Regions from separate parts of the Sus scrofa genome. Here regions 2, 3 and 4 are each linked to region 1. The links are chromatin contacts, called in public HiChIP or PLAC-seq maps. All regions are on one chromosome and are shown on one strand. The core of a region is the stretch at or near the end of the contact, and the rest is flanking DNA. Distances in the headings are between cores, read along the strand shown. Region 1 holds the start of SVIL (supervillin). Region 2 overlaps SVIL (supervillin). Region 3 has its middle 100 kb from the start of JCAD. Region 4 has its middle 130 kb from the start of JCAD.

Region 1 (2,773 bases), core at 137-2,636:
TAGAGATTCTAAAAGATAAACCTATAATTCAATAGGAAGCAGCTTAAGGGAGCATGCTTATAAATATTGTCAGAAAAAGTGAAGATTGCTCCAGATAAAGTACTTGCTAGCAGATGCCAAATTTGACTAAATCTTCTGAATTTCTAGGAATCAGTCCATTCCTTAAAGTGAACTTCTTTTTGAGCATCCAGTCCAGCCTAGACTTCAAACTTACAAAAATGGTTAAGGCTCTTATCCTCTGGGACCTCAGGGTTTGCTGGAAGATGCAGAAGGTTGACCCAGGAATGATGGCCAGCGCTCTAAGTGCTATGGTTGAGATGTGCCCAGGGTGCAGAAAGAGCAGCACAAGGACACCTCATTCAGGAAGGGGTGGGTGGGCTTCCTAGACCTGGCAACTCTCTGGAGGAGGCTGGAAGAGGTGATACCATCTCCCTAGATGAAGAGAGTGCTGGGTATTTGTGTTCCAAGAACATGGACCATCTTGAATCTGCCGGCATTGGGAGTGGTCCCTTTGGCTCCAATGAAAGGCACAGATGGGGAAATGGTTAGAGATGAGCCTCCAGAAGGAGGCAAGCAAAGGTGCTTAAATTCGTTCCTGAAACAAAAGGAATCCATTGAGGGGTTAAAAAAGGGCACAGGATAACTAGGTTTCTGCTTCTGAAAGATACCCAAGGATGCAGTATGGAGGATGCTGGCCAAAAGGATGCTGTGGCAGTGGTCTAGTTAGGAGGCTGGTATTGAACACCCAAGGAGAGGCGTTCCCATTGTGGCTCAGGGGAAATGAATCTGACTAGTATCCATGAGGACACAGGTTCTATCCCCGGCCAGGCTCAGTGGGTTAAGGATCCAGCGTTGCCATGAGCTGTGGTGTAGGCTTACAGCTACAGCTTCAGTTTGACCCCTAGCCTGGGAATCTCCATATGCTGTGGGTGCAGCCCTAAAAAGCAGGGAAAAAAAAAAAAAAACAGGAGAAACGGCACAAAGGGCTTTGGCCTGGGTAGTAGTGATGGGTATGGAGAAGCAAAGGGGCTGCTGTGAGGCATCCAAGACACAGTAGCAGGTGGATTGAATGGGATGTGCACCTTTGCCAGTCACTCAGATAGAGGATGCAGGTGGGGAGACAACGTTTGGGGGAAAGAGTTCTATGATGGATATACTGAGTCTGGAGTGCTGATTTAGTAGCTACTTGGATCTGGAGATTGGGGAGAGTCTCGCCTGGTGTTAGCTGAAGCCACAAAGTAAAGACAGGACCAGCAGGGGATTGGGAATGAGGCTTTGGGAGGATCCTTAATTCAGGGCTATTACTGATTTGCTGAAGATCAGCTGTCTCTGGTTAGCCTGGGATCAGTGTAAACAGCTCTAGTCTCTGCCTCCTCCGGCCTCCCTAGCTTAAACGCTGCCAGCACTCTCCCAGATAGCAGGAGGAAGGAAGCGTCTTTATTGCATGTGTTCAACACAGACCCTCCTTCTTGAACTTTCCAGAGACGGCACAGGTACCAGGCAGAGGGCATAGCTCCCACGAGGGCAGGGCAGAGGTAAGGCTGCTTCTCTACTTCGTCATTAACAAACTGTAAAGGGCCAGTTCTGAAAGGTCTGCTGGGGTTCCGAATTTCTCATAGATTCTTTTCACACATTGGAGTGTTGTGCTGATCATATTCTCAAGGACCCTGAGCTGGATTTTAAGTCCTTCCAGCTGTGAGTCACAGCACTTTAAGGGTTTGTGTTTGTCAGTCCACATGCGAGCCAGCTCCAGGGGAGGGCACAAGGATGGAGTAGAGATTGGGGAAGGCTGAGCCCAGAAGCTGCTCTGGGATCTTGGGGGCAGTAAAGCTGTTATGGGCCGAGTTGCCCCCGTCTCCTCTGCCCAATTCGTCTGTTGAAGCCCTAACTCCCAGAACCTCAGGATGTGATTGGATTTGGAGATAGGATCTTCAAAGAGGTAACTTAGTGAAAATGAAGTCTTTAATGGGTGGGCTATAATCCAGCATGACTGGGGTCTTAAAAAGAGATTAGGACAGAGACACACAGAAGAAAGGCAGCCATCCATAAGCCAAGGAGAGAGGCCTCAGAAGAAACAACCCTCCTGACGCCTGATTTCCAGCCTCCAGATGGGTGAGAAGATATTCTGTGGTCTAGGCCTCCAGGTCTGCAGGGTAGGTGGTGAAGGCTGCCTTAGGAAACTAACACACTCCCTTTTCATTCTTCAGATGGGAGCAGGTATGGATCCGCTTGATGCATCCTCAGGAGTTAAAATGAGAATCTAACAGTGGGAGGAAAAAAAGCAGTAGCTGGAGGGAATGTAAATGTGAACACTAGTGAAACAGACAAGAAGCACAAGTGAATTTCATAAGTTTATTTACTGCCTCGCAGATTACCAAGTACTTCACCAACCTTAACTCATTTCATCATCACCACTGTCTCAGCATCACCTGGAAACTTGTTAGAAACGCCAAGTTCTGGGCCAGGCAGGTTAAAGAAGCAGACAGTGGGGTGGGGCTCGCAATCTGTGTTTTAAACAAATCTCGGGGGTTTGGCGAGGGATTCTGATTAGCAGAAGTGTAAAGTGTGAGAACCACCGACAGAGGGGACGGTCCCCTGTCAAGACGGGCAGTTCGGAGGGTGACCAGACTTTTTCATGGCTGTGAGTGGCCACAGGACGATCTGCTTGACCAGTGGCCCCGAGCCCCTGCGACTACAACGTTCGCACACATTTTGATGGGTTTTGTCCCTGGAAGGGCTGGATATTCACAGTGCCTGACCGGGGTCTCTAAGG
Region 2 (2,700 bases), core at 81-2,580, 140 kb after region 1:
CTATGAATAGATCTCTTGTGTGGAATCTTGTTAGACAGCCCCGCTTAAGCTAGAAATGCCCAGGGGGAGGGTAATTCGGTCCTATCTCTGTCGTTAGGAGGGGGTCACAGGGACTAGAAGGGAGGAATTTTTTTTTTCCTATAATTTTTAGTTTTTCTATTAAGGAATTTTCTTTTATGACATTGCATTTCATTGGAATAAACAAGACAGGCTCAGTCATCACTGCTGAATATTTGAGAAATTAATTTACTCATTTTTTTTCCTGCTTTTGTATCTTTAGTTTGTAATTCCGAATGTCCTGAGGTTTGACCTCTGAACTTTTTGCAGGATGGTTCAGGCCATCCAGGCTTGTGCCTCCAGGAGTCTTAGTGGACAGAGCTCATGACCAGGAGCTAAGCCTCTCTCGCCTTTGCTTTTCCTGGCCATGTCCTTGGTGGAAGGGCTAATTCAGAATCAAAGAGCAGAGTTCCCATTGTGGCTCAGCAGTTAACAAACCCAGCTAGCATCCATGAGGATGCAGGTTCGATCCCTAGCCTCACTCATTGGGTTAAGGCTCCAGCATTGCCATGAGCTGTGGTTTAGGTTGCAGATGTGGCTCAGATCCTGCGTTGTTGTGGTGTAGGCCAGCAGCTGTAGCTCTGATTGGACCCCTAGCCTGGGAACCTCCATATGCCGTGGGTGCAGCCCTAAAAAGACCAAAAAAAAAAAAAAAAAAAAAAAAAACACCAGAATCAGAGAGCCACAAGGTTGACAGTGGAAGGATGAAGGGACTAATAGTGCTCCTGGGCCCTCTCACTGGGCCTTAAATAATGGGAATAAATCACAAAAGCTGGAGTTTCCATTGTGGCTCAGCGGGTTAAGAACCTGACTAGAATCTACGAGGACGTGAGTTCGATCCCTAGCCACACTCAATGGGTTAAAGATCTGGCGTGGCCGTGAGCTGCAGTGTAGGTTGCAGACACAGCCCAGATCCCCAGTTGCTGTGGCTGTGGCGGAGGCCAGCAGCTGTGGCTCTGATTTGACCCCTAGCGGCCCTAAAAGAAAAAAAAACCTAAAAAATAAAAAAGGTTGTTCCGGCACCTGACCCAGTGACTCTCCTTTAAGGACCCAGGACATGCAATCTCTCTGGAGAGGGTCTGTTGCTATTTTTGAAGTGGGGGCCTCTGGAGGAGTCAGGGTGCAGGCTGAATAGGCTGCTCCACAGACTGATGGTGTGCGGTCTTTGTCGGAGCCTGGAAGGGCCTGGAGCAAAGAACTTTCCCTTGTATGGCCTCTTGCTCCAGGCCACAGCCCAAGTGAAGTTCCTTTAACCCAGAAAGCTGATCCCCAGGCTGGAGTCTGGCAGGCTCAGCTGGAGGAGGTTTCTATTATTATGTCAATGGCCCAACTGTGCAGCCTTTTAAGAGCTTTGGCAGCAGCTAACCCTTTGTCTGCCAAAAGGTAGGCTCTGGCTTTGCTCGCGAGCCCCCCCAGTTTGTACGGTGAACAGTAGGTGACCCAGAAGCCAGCCAGCCAGTCAGCTTGCACATGGCCTTATTAGGCAGACCAGCAGGCAGGCTGAGAAGGCTGGCGCCTGGGGACAGGCCAGCAGAGAGGGTGGCCATGGGCTTGCATTCTGTAAGGAGCCTGGAGCCCAAACCCTGGAGAGGTGGCCTAGTACCGCTCAATTAATTCGAGTGCCCTGTGGTGCTTGAATATGCATTGTCCTTGGCAGTCACTGGGTGGAAAGTGGGAGGTGACATCCCAAAGAACAGAGGGGCATAGCTCATGTATTTTCCTAGGGCTCTGCTCACTGTGTAACCTGTGCTGTCAAGTCCTGTATCAGGACTTATTATTATGGACTTAATCAGGAACTGCTGACTCTTTTCCATTTAGTCCAGGATGTTTTCGAGACGCAGAATCCCTTATTTTTCAGTGGCCACACCCTCAGCATCTGAAAGTTCCCGAGATTGAATCCAAGCTACAGCTGCAACCTATTCCACAGGTGCAGCAATGCCAGAGGCATGTAAGCCACCGCCCAGGCCGGGGATCAAACCCATGGCTCTGCAGGGACCTGAGCTGCTGCCGCTGAATTCCAAACCTTTGGTAGAACAGTGGGAACTCCCCCTCCCCCCCTTTTTTTAAAGTGTGGTTGATTTACGATGTGATAATTTCTACTGTACGGCAAAGTGACTCAGATATGGAGAGGTGTGTGTGTGTGTGTACACACACGCACATCCTTTTTCAATTTTGTTTTATCTCACGATACTGAATATAGTTCCCTGGGCTGTACAGTAGGACCTTGTGGTTGATCCATTCTATATATGATAGTTTGCATCTGCAAACCGCAAACTTCCTGTCCACCCCACCCCCCATCCACTCCCGTTTGGCAACTGCAAGTCTATTCTCCATGTCCATATAGAGACTTGATCGAGTTTTATAGTGAAGCCTTTCTAGGGGGTGAGGTCATACGTGGAGAACCATCGCTGGGCAGTAATGTGGGACAGCACAAAGAACAGTCCTAGGAGCCGGGGGACCCGGGTTTGAGGGCTGTCACAAGTGGACAGATGATGTCGCGATGCAGGTTAGACGGAACGTGCTCTAGAATGACCTCTCCCTGTACATTTCTCTTCCAAAATGACATTCCTTACTCCTCTCTGTTCTCTTTGACAGTAAGGTTGAAGGAGTAGGGTTGGATAAGAGCCACAGCTTTGCACCCAA
Region 3 (2,848 bases), core at 102-2,601, 170 kb before region 1:
CTACACTGACAACTGTAAAATATTTAGAGAAATTCAAGAAAACTTAAATAAATATTCTTATGTTCCTACTTTGGAAGGTTGACTATCATAAAGATTTTAAGGGTTCCCATTTTGGCAAAGGGGAAACAAATCCAACTAGTATCTCTGAGGACACAGTTTCCATCTCTGGAAGTTTCAGTCAGCCGGTCAAGGATCTGTTGTTGCCATGAGCTGTGGTGTAGGTTGCAGACTGGGCTTGGATCCTGCATTGCTGTGGCTGTGGTGAAGGCCAGCAGCTGTAGCTCTGATTCAACCCCTAGCCTGGGAACCTCCATATGCTGTGAGTGTGGCCCTAAAAAGCAAAAAAAAAAAAAAAAAAAAAAAAGAAGTGAACACTCACGAAGCCTGTGACCCAGTCATTCCACTCTTCGGTATATTCTCAATATATCCAGCTAAAGACATGTGGAAAAACAGCCCCAAGCTAGAAACAACACTGATAACTACATTATAGCCTATGCATACAACGAAAAATAACACACCTGATGTAAGATGAAAAGGAACACACTGTATCCTGTGACAACATGAATGAATCTCACAAACAACATTACATGATAGATCCCAGACCCAAAGAGGACATATTTCACAATTTCATTTGTAGGAAGTTCAACAACAGGCAAAGTTAATCAATAGTGGCAGAAGTCAAGAGGGGGCTTACTATGGGGAGAGAGCTAGTAAGTGTGGAATTTCTGGGGTTCTGGAAATGCACCTGGTCTAGATCTGGCAGTGGCTACAGAGGTATTACATACATAACACATGCCAGGCTGTGCTCTTAAGCATAGGGTCCTCTACACACTTGGCTATGAGGCATGCGCTGCCTCAATTTAAGAGACTGACTCATTCAGAGTTTCCATTGTGGTGCAGCAGAAACAAATCCGACTAGGAGCCATGAAGATGCAGGTTCAATCCCCGGCCTTGCTCAGTGGGTTAAGGATCCGGCGTTGCTGTGAGCTGTGGTGTAGGTCGAAGATGCAGCTTGGATCTGGCATTGCTGTGGCTGAGGCATAGACTGGCAGCTGTAGCTCCAATTAGACCCCTAGCATGGGAACCTCCATGTGCTTCGAGTGCAGCAGCAATTCCCCCCCCCCCCCCACAATATAGAGATTGACTCATTAAGTAAACTCATAGGTTAAAAAAACACTTCACCAACGTATTCTTTGTGGAAGTGATATGGGGGGTATGTGGGGATGCAGGGGGACTCCTTTATGGATCTACAAGTTAAAATACCTGATCTTTTATAGCCATACACACAACCTCCCCCTCTGCCTCTCCTTGAGGGAAGGGAAAAATGCCTGGTGATGACTTAAAATTGCTCTGCTAACCAAAAACTGCAACTGACAATATCCAGAGTTATTTCTGGGGGAAACCGATACTCTCATACACAGCTGGTGAGACTATAAATTGGAGGACAATTTGGCAGTTCCCCTTCACAGCTTTTAAGATGCATAACTAACTTTCTTTCTTCTTTTTCTTTCTTTCTTTCTTTCTTTCTTTCTTTCTTTCTTTCTTTCTTTCTTTCTTTCTTTCTTTCTTTCTTTCTTTCTTTCTTTCTTTCTTTCTTTCTCTCTTCTTAGGGCCACACCTTCAGCATATGGAAGCTCCCAGACTAGGAGTCGAATTGGAGGTGTAGCTGCCGGCCTACACCACAGCCACAGCCACAGCCACACAGGATCCAAACCACATCTGTGACCTCAAAGAATTAGTATGAAATAGAGTCCAAAATGTCCCATTTATGATGTTTACATTGATCACACATGAAAATAGTATTCTAGAAAAAACTGCATCAAATAAGATCCATTGAGAATTAAGTACACCCATTTCTTGCTACTTTTTAAATGTCAGTACTAGGAAATCTTATCATGTTCCTGTCAGTATCATATTCCTATTGGAGAGCATCGCCCTAAAGGAAGGTTCTATTGGAAAAGTAGCTGATAAAATGGATCTGGGAATGGTCTGGGCTTTGGCACATTTTGCTGGCACTGGGTCCTGGCCATCCAGGGTTCCTGCTAAGGTGTGCCTTCCAAGCATAATCCAGGTCAGGCCTAAAATCCCTTCCCTCTGACATCATCTCATTTTTTTTTTTCAGGCCTTTGCTCTGTGCCAGGAGACAGCCACCTGACCTGCTAAGCTGATGGATTAATGAGTTCTTTCTTTCGATGTCCCAGCTCTGCAATCCCACATGGCCTTCTGATGTATCTGGTGGTTCACCCTTCATTCGTTCAACAAATACCCATTGATGACTAGCTGTGGGCCAAATACACAGTTAGTCCCCCAGGCCAGAGACATCCATGTCTTCAGAGAGGCAGAGACAGAGACAGAGAGACACGCAGAGAGAATTTCAGTCATTTCAGTGCAGTGAGCAGATTCTAGAGTAGCAGAGTAGAGGGATCTATAAATACGTGGATTTGGAATCAAGGACGATGAAATGGTTTGATGCTTGGGGAGGCCCAGGGAGGCTTCTCAGAGGAGCAGAGTGTTTGGGAAGCATTTTGGATGGTGAGCAAGTGCTCTCCAGGAGAAATGATGACAGAAGCTGCTACACAAAGGAACAGTGTACAGGGAGGCACAGAGCATGGGATGTCATTGGTGGGTGGAAAATTCACGTCCCTCTAAATCCAAGTAGGACACTCTTCATCTATGGGCTTATCTAAAAGAATTCTCCCAACTCGTGCTTTCAGATACTAGAACCACTACCTCGGTGACATGTGCCCTTCCTACTTCTTTGCATCCTGATCCGCATAGGGTCAGTTTGTGAGACTTGTATGAGTTACAAGCTTGACATTGTCCAAGGGCAGGAGAACCCTGAGCAATT
Region 4 (2,700 bases), core at 56-2,555, 140 kb before region 1:
GGAGTTCCTGTTTTGGCTTATTGGTAACTAATACGGATGGTATCCATGAGGACATGGGTTTGATACCTGGCCTCACTCTGTGGGTTAAGGATCTGGCATTGCCATGAGCTGTGGTGTGGGTCACAGAACCAGCTTGGATCCCACATGGCTGTGGCACAGGCTGGCAGCTATGGCTCTGATTTGATCCCTAGCCTGAGAACTTCCCTATGCTGCAGGTGGGGCCCTAAATTAAAAAGAAAAAGAAAAGAGCCTCTTCTAGGGGTGGAGCAGGGACGGGATGGGACTGGAAGGGGCACAGAGCAAGCCCCCCTCCCCCTTGGCATGAAGGCAAGCTGCTCTCTCCTGCTGGGGGTTTGGGTTACAAGAGAATATACCTACGCTCACACTCAGCCAGAGCACACAGAAGATTTGCGCATTTCATCATCTGCAAATTTGACATCAAAAGAAAAAAACCACAATGGACCTTGAACGCTCATTGATGGTATGCATGCTGAAATACGTAGGGGATGGTGCACTGATGGCTATAATCTACTTGGCAGTGCGTCCTATAGAACAAGAAAGATTGGTGGGTAAATAGGGAGTTGGACCGATTGGGTGCAAAACAAGTAAGGGAAACCATTAACTGCAGGGTCTGGGTGGAAGGTGTCCGTTAAAAAGACCCTTTCTACACTGTCATGTGTTTGAACATTTTCATAATAACATGTTGGAAGGAAAAGCCATGTAAGAACAGAGCAGAAGAGAACAGCCATCCTCATCCTCCACCCAGAACACTTAGAGCATCGGAAAGAAGCGAGGATGCAGGGCCAGGATGCAGAGCTCAGCCCTGGGGCATCCTGTGGACTGTTATGGTACCCAGGAGTATTTCTATGGCAACGACGACCAGAAAGACTGCTGAGAACAAAAGACGTTTTCCTGTCCCTGCTTTGGGAAAAAACAAAACAAACACCTGGGGAGGGGGGAGGCACAAGAAAAGCACAAATATGCCCCCAACCCCACACAAGATTAGCCCATTTTATCAGCAGAGACAAGCTGTGTTAAGGAAAGATAGTGCCCGAGCCAGGACTGGAGGCTAATCTCTCTGGGAATTAAAGCTGCATTAACTTGTTTTCAGTATTTCTCAGGAAGAATCCACAGATTCTGAACTATGACTGTTTGCATATTATTTCTTCTTATCTCTTAGAAAGAAAAAAAAAAGACAGTTTGCCCACAATCTCCAGTGATTGGTGGAGAATGAAAGTGTATGCTGACTGGTATTCGGAACTTGTCACTTACTGGCAGCTTCCTTCCTTCTTCACCCCCTCAAGTCAGTCCCTATCTGAGCTTAGGGCAGAAACCCTGTTTTTCTACCCACTCCCACCCACAAAGTTCCCGTTCCTATTTTCTCTTCTATTTGCCTTCTGAGAGGCTCAGCAGTCAAGGGTGGGATTTCTGGGAAGCACCCCTCTTTCTCCTCGGATTGGCCTTTCTGGGCTTGTTGCCTCCCAGGAATGAGGAGATCACTGCCAACTCCTGATTGTTCCAGGTGTCACAGGAAGGGAAGCAGAGACCAGAGGATGCTCAGGGGGCCTCAGAGCCTCTCCCAAAGCAACGGTGAATTTCCTGGCCTTCTTGTGTGATGTTCTGTGGATGCCGGAGGTCAGATAAGGACCACAGAGAGGCAGAAACCCTGCTTTGGCACTCACCCCTTCCCCAGCATCTCCTGCAGGCAAGGCCCCTCCACCCAGGTTTCTAACCCTGGGGTCTAGTGGGTAATTTGATGAAACTGCCCCTTTCTGACACCCCTCCTCAAGCCTTTGACAATTGTCTGCAGTTCTGCAATGTGCAGAGGAGAAAGCGTGTGAAATTCGGAGTTGGGAAAACCTGGGTTCTGGTCTCTGTGCTCCCTTCTTGCCTGGGTGTTAAGACCTCAGGCAGGGGAGTTCCCATCGTGGCTCAGTGGTTAATGAGCCCGAATAGTATCCACAAGGATGTAGGTTCAATCCCTGGCCTCCATCAACAGGTTAAGGATCCAGTATTGCTGTGAGCTGTGGTGTAGGTCGCAGACATGGCTCAGATCTCAAGTGGCTGTAGCTGGGGCTGTGGTGTAGGCCAAGGCTGTAGCTCAATTTGACCCCTAGCCTGGGAACTTCCATGTGCCATGGGTGCAGCCCTCAAAAGACCAAAAAAAAAAAAAAAAAAAAAAAAAAAAAAAAACCTCAGGAAGGGAGTGTCTCTAGGTGTGCAGTGGCCATGACCCCAGGCACCATGGGCAGGATGCCTGGGAGGCTACATGGGCCTCCTGGCATGTAGCTGTGCCCAGTGAACATTTGGAGTTTGGGAGGGGGCATGATGGTGCAGAGGGGAAGAGACGGAAGGCATTTCCATTCAGAAGCAGGGATCCCCGGGGCAACACCATGCCTCAGTTATCCATCACTGGGTGAGGGGTGCTGTGTGACCAAGCCAGCTGAGAGCTGTGACAAAGGGGTGAGGGGCTTTATATTCAGGTTCTGTGCTGCATAACAGCTCACCATGGACAGTGGCTTAGAACAACACGCAGTTTTCATCTCCCAGTGTCTGTGGGTCAGGAGTCTGGACATGGCTCAGCTGAGGCCTCTGCTCCAGGGATCCCCAGGCTGAAATCAAGGGGCTGTGATCTCATCTGGGGCTCAGGGACCCCTTCTGGGATCACAGGTGGTTTTCAGAAGCTAGCTCCTTGCAGAC

Evidence for each region. HiChIP or PLAC-seq counts read pairs in DNA pulled down with a chosen protein or histone mark.
Region 2: an H3K27ac HiChIP or PLAC-seq map of skeletal muscle shows a contact between it and region 1. The contact joins the enhancer-like site here to the promoter of SVIL in region 1. A contact is called at or near these places in 13 of 47 Hi-C or Micro-C datasets (alveolar macrophages, blood, embryonic fibroblasts and 7 more) and 2 of 2 datasets of contacts at active chromatin or transcription factors (alveolar macrophages and skeletal muscle).
Region 3: a contact with region 1 is called in an H3K27ac HiChIP or PLAC-seq map of skeletal muscle, with 7 times the contacts expected there. The contact joins the enhancer-like site here to the promoter of SVIL in region 1. A contact is called at or near these places in 1 of 5 promoter capture datasets (liver), 13 of 47 Hi-C or Micro-C datasets (alveolar macrophages, embryonic fibroblasts, fetal skeletal muscle and 7 more) and 2 of 2 datasets of contacts at active chromatin or transcription factors (alveolar macrophages and skeletal muscle).
Region 4: a contact with region 1 is called in an H3K27ac HiChIP or PLAC-seq map of alveolar macrophages, with 9 times the contacts expected there. The contact joins the enhancer-like site here to the promoter of SVIL in region 1. A contact is called at or near these places in 2 of 47 Hi-C or Micro-C datasets (mesenteric adipose tissue and subcutaneous adipose tissue) and 2 of 2 datasets of contacts at active chromatin or transcription factors (alveolar macrophages and skeletal muscle).

The regions. Positions count from the first base shown.
Region 1 is chr10:41,174,972-41,177,744 of Sscrofa11.1, forward strand. It overlaps SVIL (supervillin), which reads left to right and starts at 1,387. Exons shown (of 36, transcript XM_021064788.1): 1 at 1,387-1,535.
Region 2 is chr10:41,318,026-41,320,725 of Sscrofa11.1, forward strand. All of the region lies in intron 3 of SVIL (supervillin), which reads left to right. Among named protein-coding and RNA genes, the nearest start is that of SVIL, 140 kb to the left of the region's middle. Within about 2 kb of position 1,331, at least 28 of the 83 cell types and tissues checked have an H3K27ac peak or open chromatin away from gene starts, as enhancers often do. A contact at or near this core is called in epiblast stem cells, fetal skeletal muscle, skeletal muscle and 1 more, where this site is marked.
Region 3 is chr10:41,009,185-41,012,032 of Sscrofa11.1, forward strand. No RefSeq gene overlaps it. Among named protein-coding and RNA genes, the nearest start is that of JCAD, 100 kb to the left of the region's middle. Within about 2 kb of position 1,352, at least 1 of the 83 cell types and tissues checked has an H3K27ac peak or open chromatin away from gene starts, as enhancers often do. A contact at or near this core is called in skeletal muscle, where this site is marked.
Region 4 is chr10:41,038,011-41,040,710 of Sscrofa11.1, forward strand. No RefSeq gene overlaps it. Among named protein-coding and RNA genes, the nearest start is that of JCAD, 130 kb to the left of the region's middle. Within about 2 kb of position 1,306, at least 2 of the 83 cell types and tissues checked have an H3K27ac peak or open chromatin away from gene starts, as enhancers often do. A contact at or near this core is called in alveolar macrophages, where this site is marked.